Regions from separate parts of the Mus musculus genome. Here region 2 is linked to region 1. The links are chromatin contacts, called in public Hi-C maps. All regions are on one chromosome and are shown on one strand. Each heading gives the region's core, a stretch centred on a gene start, on an enhancer-like site or on the middle of the called end of the contact. The rest is flanking DNA. Distances are from core to core; before and after follow the strand shown. Region 1 overlaps Pard3 (par-3 family cell polarity regulator). Region 2 overlaps Pard3 (par-3 family cell polarity regulator).

What was found. A called contact is a pair of places that touch in the nucleus more often than the background predicts.
Region 2: a Hi-C map of the N1E-115 cell line shows a contact between it and region 1, with 2.9 times the contacts expected there. The contact joins two enhancer-like sites. A contact is called at or near these places in 4 of 484 Hi-C or Micro-C datasets (LSK cells, the N1E-115 cell line, nephron progenitors and 1 more) and 4 of 115 datasets of contacts at active chromatin or transcription factors (bone marrow-derived macrophages, embryonic stem cells and stem cell-derived neural progenitor cells).

What each region holds. Positions count from the first base shown.
Region 1 is chr8:127,329,179-127,334,408 of GRCm38.p6, reverse strand. The region is part of intron 5 of Pard3 (par-3 family cell polarity regulator); the gene reads right to left. Among named protein-coding and RNA genes, the nearest start is that of Gm9909, 120 kb to the left of the region's middle. Within about 2 kb of position 3,943, at least 39 of the 459 cell types and tissues checked have an H3K27ac peak or open chromatin away from gene starts, as enhancers often do. A contact at or near this core is called in the N1E-115 cell line, where this site is marked.
Region 2 is chr8:127,512,353-127,517,535 of GRCm38.p6, reverse strand. The region is part of intron 22 of Pard3 (par-3 family cell polarity regulator); the gene reads right to left. Among named protein-coding and RNA genes, the nearest start is that of Gm51558, 40 kb to the right of the region's middle. Within about 2 kb of position 1,370, at least 47 of the 459 cell types and tissues checked have an H3K27ac peak or open chromatin away from gene starts, as enhancers often do. A contact at or near this core is called in the N1E-115 cell line, where this site is marked.

The DNA.
Region 1 (5,230 bases), core at 2,694-5,193:
TGACAACTCTACCATTCCTGCATCAAAATTCTCAAGGTCCCAAGAGCATCCCACCTTCTTCCTTCCTTGAGAGAAGTCCTTTTTAAAGAATCTATGTATCAAGACAGCACAGAGTGCACGGCTGGCAAGACAACGGTGCCAGTCCTTAATGTTTAATTCCTCCAAACACGCACTTTCCGTGCAATTGTATAACGCATGGTCTGAGGTCTCCAGATAAAAATGCTGTTAACACAAAAATAGATTAAAATAGCACCTTACCCCAGCATTGATATAACAGGAGGATCGAAGGTGTTCTAATTTGTTCACATAGGATATATGTACCTAAAATAATACTGAGGACCTAATTAAAAACACCTCTATGGGGTGTAGCTAAGCTGCAGGCTGTGTTCTCAGCATGTATAAAACCCTGGGTTACAGTCACAGATGCCCTCTGCATCTTTTTCCAAAAGTGTAATTTGAAGAGCTGTTGGACTTTAAAGAGCCCCACCCGGGTCTCCAGAACTTTATCTATTCTTCATCAAATCTCACCCAAAACAAATGACCCCTAATAACAAGCAGAGGTGGGAGGGGGGGGAAGAGAAACAGAACAATTCTAGTAAAAAGAAGAATAAAAATGTCAAGCCTATGTGATTTAAATATGGAAACAGACAGCAAGGGGGAGAAGGTTTAGGGACAGTTAGCACAACTCTAGATTCAAGAGAGAAGAAAGTCCAATGACTGAGATTTAAGTACAAGAAGGATCGAAAGTCAAAGTTGAAAAAGTTCTTCCATAAAAAGTCTGATTTGATGCATGCAAATTCTGAATATTTAACATTTCTCAAATGGTACTGAGTTTCAAAGGCCAATCTTTCTGAGTTCAAGACCAGCCAGAGCTACCTACGAGGTATTATTTCAAAAAACAACACGACAAGCCACCCTCTACTTGCTCCTGAAGGCATGGTACCATTTGAAAGAACACACGGCCTCCAACTGTGCCTTCCTGTGGGAAGGAGGGAGACGGGTCTTTGGGAGAGATGTTTGTATTTCCACACCCACGAGTAATGTCCAACTTTCAAACTATGAGTTGATCATATGTGAAAAAAAAATCCACCTACATCTTTAAAACACCTTTAAGAGGTGATGGTGGACCAGAAGATGCCACAGCCACTGCGAGGTCACCCAGAGATACAGGAGATCATTTAAAAGTGAAAAAGTATCAGAGTGGAACCGGGGAGATGATTCAGTGGGCAAAGTGCATGAAGACTCTGGCTGTATTCTCTGAACCCACATGAAAGTCAAACTGTCCTGGTGGCTTGTTTGCAATTCCAGCACTCAGGAGGCTGACAGAGGATCCATGCATTGGACAGATTGGCCAACTAGACTAGTCAGATCCAACAGTTCTTGGTTAAGTGAGAGTATGCATCTGCCTGGGTAAAATAAAGTAAGTGTGTGTGTGTGTGTGTGTGTAGGAGTGTGCAAGAAAGGAAGACACAACATCAATCTCTGACTTCCATATACACGTGCACACATACCTACACAAATGCATTCATACTGCATGGTTTTAGACCCTGGACAAGGGACTAAGGTACAAGTTTTATCAAAGCAGACCTGGCCTCCAAGGTTCTCCTAGTGTCCCTCAGTCCCTACAGTCCCTACCTGGCATGCCCTGCCCCAGCCTTGAACTTTCCCACCCAGGGTCTAGGCTGACCTTCCCCAGAAGCGCTACTCTATATAATTCAGACATTTTGCGATTCATATTCTCTCTCTCTCTCTCTCTCTCTTCTTCCTCCTTCTCCTCCTCCTCTTCTCTCTCTGCACACAAGTCCTTTCTCTCTTTCCCCTCTCCCTATGGTGACTCCCCTGGCTTCAATCCTTAGAGCCAGTGAACTTGCCAGGGAGTAACTTCCCAGTACACCTGCCTTTAATACGATGCAATCTGGCTTGAATTGGCTCATTTCACTGGCAGCAGAGAAATAAACCTATCACTTACAGACATACATATATACATGCAACACACACACTAAAAGGGGAACAAATAACAAAATGTTATGGGTACTGGTATTTTAGCAGACGTTCAAGGTCATCGTCAGCTATACCGTGAGTTGGAAGTCAACCTGTGATACATGAAATCTCACCACAAACAACAGCAATACCAAGAGTGTGTCCGTATTAGCCCTACTCTGTCCATAAGTTGTACTGTATTCCACAGGGAAGAGGAAGGGCTTGCAAATAGCTTACATGTGTAATGGACACTTAGGAAACAAAAACAACAACAATTGGTGTGGGATCATTTTTACATCGGAATCAATTCAATTAACACTTCTGTGGAATATCATAATGAACAGTATTTCCTTTCTATCAGAAAATAACTCCAAGGGAAGAAAGATGGCTCTGCAGTGAAAAGCTCTGGATGCCCTCCTGGATGACCTGGTTTCAATTCCCAGATCCACATGACAGCTAAGGAGGGACTCCAGTTCCAGGGACTCTGCTGCCCTCTTCTGGCCTAGTTGAGCACTGCATGCAAATGGCACATAAACTTTGTGCAAGGAAAACATCCAAACACATTAAATAAAGTTAAATAACTTTTTTTTAATTAGAAAATAATTTAAGGGTCTGGAGAAATGGCTCAGTGATTAATAGTGCTCACTCATAACCACCTGGAACTCCATTCCCAGTGATATAATCCCCTCTTCTGACCCCTGCATGCATCTACCCACACACATGTGGCAGATGCATAGGCAGACAGGAAAGAATTTCAAAATCACAACATGGTTTTCATATCAAATATCTATATGAATTAGAAGTGTTTCTTGGGGAGGGGTGGGTGTTGACTAAATAAAATGATCACAAGAGTCTAAATCTTATGCCAAGCATATTGATGGTGTGCTAGAATTTATAGTATATGCAATTTCTGTAAACGGACACAAAATCATACTGTCCCTCTAGTGAGGAAAAAAGCAAACAAATGCCTATACAGGTGAAACTTTCCCAGCTCGCAGCCATAGATGATAGAACAATACATTTACAGTCTAGCGAGAATGAAGAAACCCCTGGATCTAAAGAAAAAAAGCTCTCAGAAAAATCACAATGTTTTCACTACAGAGTGCTTACTGTTAGGCCCAATTCTAATGTCCACAAATTATCCAACACAATCAAATATTTTGTTCAAATACCATTTGCAAAGGAAGCAGGGAATTTACTTAGTTGTAGACATGAAGAATAATTTAATGTTTCCTTGAGAACAAAATTGACAGGTGTCTTGGACTTACATCAACATTTTTGGATTTTTCCTCCCACCCCCCCCCCATGTCCTTTTAAGAACCTCACTTAACTGGGTCACAGCAGCTCAGCAAAGCTCAGACAGACTCCTGGGCTCTCCCAGGATTAAACAGGACCAGCTCTCAATCAGCAGAGCTCATTAGGACACACAGAGATCGGCAGGGGCAGCTGATGGTGCAAGCTGCTTAGCTCTCACATCCGAGTTCAATTAGGAGGCTGTCCCCAAGGAAGCGCACAGGCCAACACTTAGATAAGAAAGGCAGTGTCCTCCATCACTTTCAAAGCAGGACCACGGCTTCACACAGACAGACTTTCCGTCTCTCTTCAGCCCTCAGGCCTTTCCTCTGTAACATGTCTTCAGTCTTCCCTGTCACAGGCAGGTGCTATATAACAAGCAGTGTTGTCAAGAAGTATCAATTGTATAACCGCACAAATCTCGAATAAAATTTATATGTATGTGATGGCTATTCTTAGTTGTCAGCTTCACTACCTCTGGATGCTATGGATAGGTAAAGCATGGTGACTGTCTGGGCTGTGTCTACGTGGACACTGGGAGAAGCCACGGCAAACTCACTTTGGTAACGTGGCCAAGAGGAGGGTGGTGGGCAGAAACACAGATGTCATCCTGAGGGGAAGGATCTGTCAAGGGACAAAAGAGGAACCAAGCCTCTGTACTCTAAGGGGCAGAGCCTGCGTGAGGAAGGCTTGTGGGGGGAGGGGGGCTCCAGTTGAACAAACACCCACTGAAGGAATGACTGGAGCAAAGAGATTTGCAAGGGAGAAACCACATGACTGACAAGGCAAGCAGGAGGGAAGTGAAGACCTTGGCACGCCAAAGGCCATTGTTTCTTTAGAGGAACAGGGGCAGAGTGAGCACCCACAGGCAAATCAAGACATCTAAGGGGGATGACAGTGCCATCACACCATACTTCTGTCTAGGTAAAAGTTAAAGCACAAAGGGCCAGTTAATGAGTTTCTTCTTTGAACCGAGAGCATTGGACAGGACAAGAAACATGTTTACCAGAGGGCTCAACTAATGAATATCAACATTACAGTTTCATTTCTCAACTTGGAAATTGTAACTCTTGAAGAAAACAAGCATGTGTGTGTGTGTGTTTTGGGGCTGCTCCATCACCCAGCATTGTAAAGACTAAATCATCAAAATTAGGAACTAGTATGTGCTTAGCTTAGAGAAGATAAAAAATACTGCCCCGTATGAAAAGAAATTCAAATGTCCCAGCCCACCAATCTCTTCAGCTGGATGTAGTAAAAATAACCACACTTCTCTCCAGTAGTTTAATCTCTACATAGTTTCTCAGCTACTTAAAAAGTCTGACTTAGCTTGTGCTGGAGAGACTACTGGGTTGGTAGAGTACCTTGGAAACACTCACAAGGGTCTCACCTGAGACCTGAACATCAGAAAAAGCAAAGGGGAAAAAGGCCCCTCATCAATACAGAACCATCACAGAAATATCACAGGCCACACAGGTGGCCAAAACCAAAACCAGCGAATGAATTGCTCGAACACTTAAAAGCAACATTTTCAGGACTGCTCCAAAACCAAGTTGATCGTGATAGGAAAAACCTACAAAGGAACTGATTAAACAAAAACAACCACCACCAAAAAACTGTCTCTATCCAAACTAAACTAAACTAAATAAATAAATGTCTTTTAAACGGTTCCTATTCTCCAGGCAGGGTATCAGAAATAGGTTTTGAGAAGAATATACTATAAGATAGAAATGCTGATGTAATTTTCTGACTAGTATTCCTAAAGTGGACAGTAGTTCTACCTCTCCTAAGACACAAAAATAAACAGCAAATGTTAAGAAGAGTGAGAAGCAGAGGTATGAACAGTGCACTGCACATCAGAGACAGACACATCTTTCCCCATCATCTGAGCACAATGCTCCAACAAAGGGCTTTAAGGCCGACCGCAATGAGCACAGGAAAAGGCACCTGAAGGTCAAGG
Region 2 (5,183 bases), core at 121-2,620, 190 kb before region 1:
CAAAAACAAAAACAAAAACAAAAACAAAAACAAACAAAACAACAAAACCCCAAAAGACAAAAAACAAACAAACAAACAACCCCCAAACAAAAGCAAAAACAAATCAAAAAACCAAGGTACTCACATCTAACTGGTAAGGCACCCATGCTTTTAAAATAACCCTCCCCCTGTAGTCCAGTAAGCAATTCAACCACAAATCAAACCAAAGTAGAAGGGGGAGCAGCTAAGAGGTAAAAAAGGGGCAAGAGAGGGTTCCTGGGGGTGAATATGATTAAAATATATGGGGCTGGAGAGATGGATCAGTGGCTAGTGCTCTTCCCATACACACATGGTGCCTTACAACTGTCTGTAACTCCAGTTTCAGAGGATCTGGGGCCTTGTCCTGACCTCCACAAGCACCAGGCAGGCATATGGTACACATTCATATAGGCAGACAAACACTCATAAGCATAGAATAAAATAAATAAATAAAAAACAAATGAAAAGCATATTATATGCCTGTAGAAAAAAGTCTTAATGAAATCCGTTATTATATATCGCTAAATGTGCTAATAAAAACCTTAGATGCAAAATCTGTATTAAATTATTGATGCCTTAAAATATACATAAAATAAGTCACCACCTTCCTCTATCGTTAAAAAAAGCTCTAAACCATATTTGTATCAAAAGCCACAAAACAATTATAATTTCTATTTATATTTCTGCATTCAGCATACTTTTTAAAGTATAACATTTTATGATCGTATGACCAACACCAGTAAGTGGATATTAAAGGCACAACCCATGGGCTCATTATCTACCTGGTGGTCTCAGAGAAGAAAAGATTACAAAGTATCTAAGTCAAGAGTCTTGAGCCCTGTTCTTTCGTCAACACTGGCATCAGGAAGGTTCCTCATTCTTAGGTCCAGCATCCCATTTCACACTTGTAAGTATCTAAAAAGCACAAAGTAATCTGAGTAAGTGGGCTTCCCCACCCTAACAACAAATCTCCCTGCAACACTGGAAACACTGGAAAACTGGAAACACTGGAACACTGGAAAACACTGGAACACTGCAACACTGGAAACTCTATGGGTAGAACACTATGAAATTTACAGGGAACTTTTCAGATGTACGCATGCAGCTGGGACATCAGTGCTCCTAAACACTGCAAGCAGCTTACCCTTATCTCCCAGTACCACTGCCTTCCCACAGTGACTGATGCTTGGAGTCACCAGCCTCACATAAACTAGGTCTCTGCATTATTGTCCACAGCCATCCCCACTGCTGGTAGAGACAGGAAACTGTGTGGAGCCCAGATCAATAGACATGTCAACAGTAAGCTGCCTAATCTAATTCAGCCTATCTCATCTTGGGGCCCAGAGTCTGCAGTCTGCTCTTAGTGCCTTCTGGCAGGAAATGGTTTGGTAGGTTTAGCCTTCAGAAGTTTATCCTCTAGGCTCTTGGATGTTTACTCAGAGAACGGAGATCTCAAATGTCTTTGAAATGGCAGTGATATACACTGGGCATGTTTGACTTCCCCTGTGTGTAAAACTAAACCTGTGACTCCCCTATTCATATAAATAAATGAATGAATAAATGGATAAATGTGTGTGTGTGTGTGTGTGTGTGTATATATATACACACACACATACAGTTTTTCTGATTCTTTGAGTATTTCACATAATATATTTTGAACTTAATCGCCTCCCTTGCCTCCTTCCTGACCTTTGACCCTTCATGGGAAATTGCTTGGGTACATTCCAAGGTTCAGAATTACCTGAGTTTTTAAACTTATTTCCCTTCCCATCCCATGACATCTTTCTGAAAAGGAAGGGCTCTTCATTTAACATGAGTTTTTCTCTCTTCTTTCACTGCACTGGACAAATGCCTTTCCAGGTCACGAAGTCTCAGATCATGAAGTATGAAGTTCAGTCATGCTTCTTCAGACTTGTGGGGAGCTAGAAATAGTGGGCTGGCTCAGAAGATTATGACTGGCATCCATCACGTCTGGCTTTCCCCCAAGACACTATCAATCATGGGTTAGAGCAAGCCTGTTCTGTCAGAGTCTGTCCTGAACTCCTTATTAGCACATGCAGGATGGTTCGCGTTGTCTCTGTCACCTGGGCACTAATGTTAGCAGCACCAGGACAAACTATGCTTCTATTATTGGCAAATGAAGGGTTCGTGTCCTCACTTCCCACACTTGTGAACACACACACCCTCTTGTGCAAGCCTCAGAACTTCCCCAAGTCTGTGAAAAGGCTGACTCCCCAGCACTGCAGCCTTCACAGGATTCTAGCAGGTGTTCCTGACTGTGTGACCTCACTGTGTGCAAAGCACTGTGGGAAGGGGAACACTGAGGCCATGCCCGAAGCCTGTGTTAAGGCTAGGGAAGACTGGCATGAAGGTGACAAGCTGATGGATGCAATTTAAAATGACACAAAAGAAAAGTTTACACTAGGGAGTCCTAAAGACCACAAGCCTTGAGGGGGGAGGGGCGGGTTTGTGGTTAGTCCCACATTAGTGTGGTCACAGGGGCAGCCATGTTTGGGTTCAGATATGAGACATTCACTGAATTTCTGTCTGAGATCAGGCTTTATTCCAAGCACCAGATCAACTGCTGTGTTGAAGATAAACCCTATACTGCCTCATGGCATCCACAGCTGCAAAAGGGCAGGTGGAGAGCCATCAAGAAATTAACAATATGGCTTCAGAGCTTGCTGAGAGCTTTAAGGGTAGAGTGCAGTACTGAGAGGGTTAGGTGGGGATTGAAGAAATGACCTCAGAGCCAGGTTTGAAGCAACTTCATATGTCAAACCTGGACTTTTCTTCCCCCATGATGTTGCCCTGAAGGTTTACCTGGAGAACCAAGAGCAGGAAAGACACCACATAGAATCAACCTCCCATGCACTATACTATTCTGGAAAGCTCTATAGAACAGATATGACTTACTTGAGTTGCTATTCTTTATAGGAGGGTTGGCACATAGTACTGTGTTCTTGTTGTTAGATGGATGAAGGGAGGAACAGAAGGGAAAACAATAAACCTCATGAGGAACCCATATTAACCAACCCTCAGGAAGAGGGAGGACCAGAGGACCACACTGCTGATGGTGAAGGCCGATGGCCACCCTCACCCGGCCCCTTCTGTATCATCCGTTATGGTAAATGGTGACCTCATGGAGCACTGAAACTCTCCATTCACAAGTGAACATGCAGAGCACAAACACGCCCTGGTTAACAGGGAGGTGAGGAGCACTTGGACCTGATTCACCTGGTGCCAGGTAAGCAATAAGCTCACAGTGTTCACAGGCTGCTGGACTAGGTAGAGAGTAACATAACTGGAATTTCATTCTGGTTCCTTTAAGAATCTCTTCATGCAGCTGTCCAGGCTGTACACTGTCTAGATCACAGTATCAGTCTGTAATTGAGGTAACAATTCTGTAGCAAACAGTAACTCTGGGTTTAAAAAGATGCCCACGAATGGTAAATGATGTTTGTGAAAACAGGTGCCTTCTCAAATTGATACAAAAAGAATGCCCTGTTGCCTATTAATGGAGCTGATGACAGGTGTGTAGAATTCAAAAGAGGTGGGAGCAAAACTGTGCATGCTGGGGCACAGCTCATATCCATTGTCCAAGTGTCACTGTGCCTTGGATCTGCCGAGTCTACCAGTCAACACTGAGTATGCTTCAAGTTACCAGAGGATTTGGGGAATTGGTTAAAGGTACCATAGCATTCCCAAGAGCCCACACGATCACCGTTATTAGGTTTGTTGGGAGACAGTGTCTCCTTTCTCTTTATAATGCCCAGGGTTACTTCTAAGTCTCAAGCCTCCCAAGTGCTAGGTTTACAGTGTGAGCCACCCAACCTAGCTGAAAGCCTATCTTAAATGCTTCTGTTAAAAATAAAAACCCAGTGTCTGGGGCACTGGTTTGGTGGGTAGAGTCGTCACCCAGTATACACAAAGCCCTAAGTTTTATCTCCAGCACCACAGGTATCATGCTTAGCTATATTGGGAATTTAGGGATAGCCTGAGCTACATGAGATCCTGTCTCAAAAATGAAACAATACAACACAAACAAAAGTCAAAATCCATTACAGGTTTATACATTTTTAGTTTCCTTTTTTTTTTTTTTTTTTTTTTTTGGCAGATAGGTCTATCCATGTAAAACAAAAACCATAATAGTACAGTTAGTTACCTTTCTCTCTGGATTTCCAGGTAAGTTCAGCTTCTCTTGTTCTCTAAAGTTAATTATAGAAGGTGAGAGGGCCCAGAGCCCATCTGTGGCAAAGATATAGCAGAAAAGTCCTACTATGGATGTCTAGAGCAGTGGTTCTCAATCTGTGGGTCACAATACCTTTGGGGGTCACATATCAGATATCTTGCATATCAGATATTTATATTACTATTTGTAACATTAGCAAAATTTGTTATGAAGTAGCAATGAAATTATTTTATGGTTGGGAGTCACCACAACATGAGGAACTAACTGTATTAAAGGGTCACAGCATTAAGAAGGAAGATGGTTGCGAACCACTGTTCTAGAGGAACAGAATGGGAGCTAACTCCATTAGCAGAAATAAAGTGGAAATTCTAGGGGCAGTGGTTGCATGCACGTATTATGTTACATATTTTAAATGATGACTAAAACTCGGTAGAAACCTATCATTGCTGCTCTCTCCTACACTGAAGGACTAAGCTGCCACACCCCTCATTACAAAACAAAGGCCCTTTTGCAGGTACAAAGCTCAACAGGGACTGTCTTAATTGGGCTGGTAATGGGAACTAGCTGAAGACAGTCCCTGTTCATAGCAGGTCTCTGGAGACGTTAGCACTCCATAGACTGCAGTCTGAAATTTCTCACTGAGCCTGTCTCCAGCTGTCCCCTAGCTTTGACATTAGCCTTATAGATCACCTCTAAGTCAATCATTTTGTTTCCATCAAAGGTCACGTTGAATTGCTTCCTGCCTCTGTGAGCCTCTTGCTTTGCTCTACAGTAGTAATAATGTGCTTAAATTAAGACTTTGGCACTGTAATGAGTTATACAATTTGAAAGCAAAACACTCCCATTTCTACCCTAAGATCTTCTCAACCAGAGGCAAGGGGACCTCCTGTGGCCACAAGGGAACAGAGTGGCTGCTGGAAGCCTCCATGGCTGGAAGCATAGTCAGATAAATGACTTGCAAATTAAAAGAAAC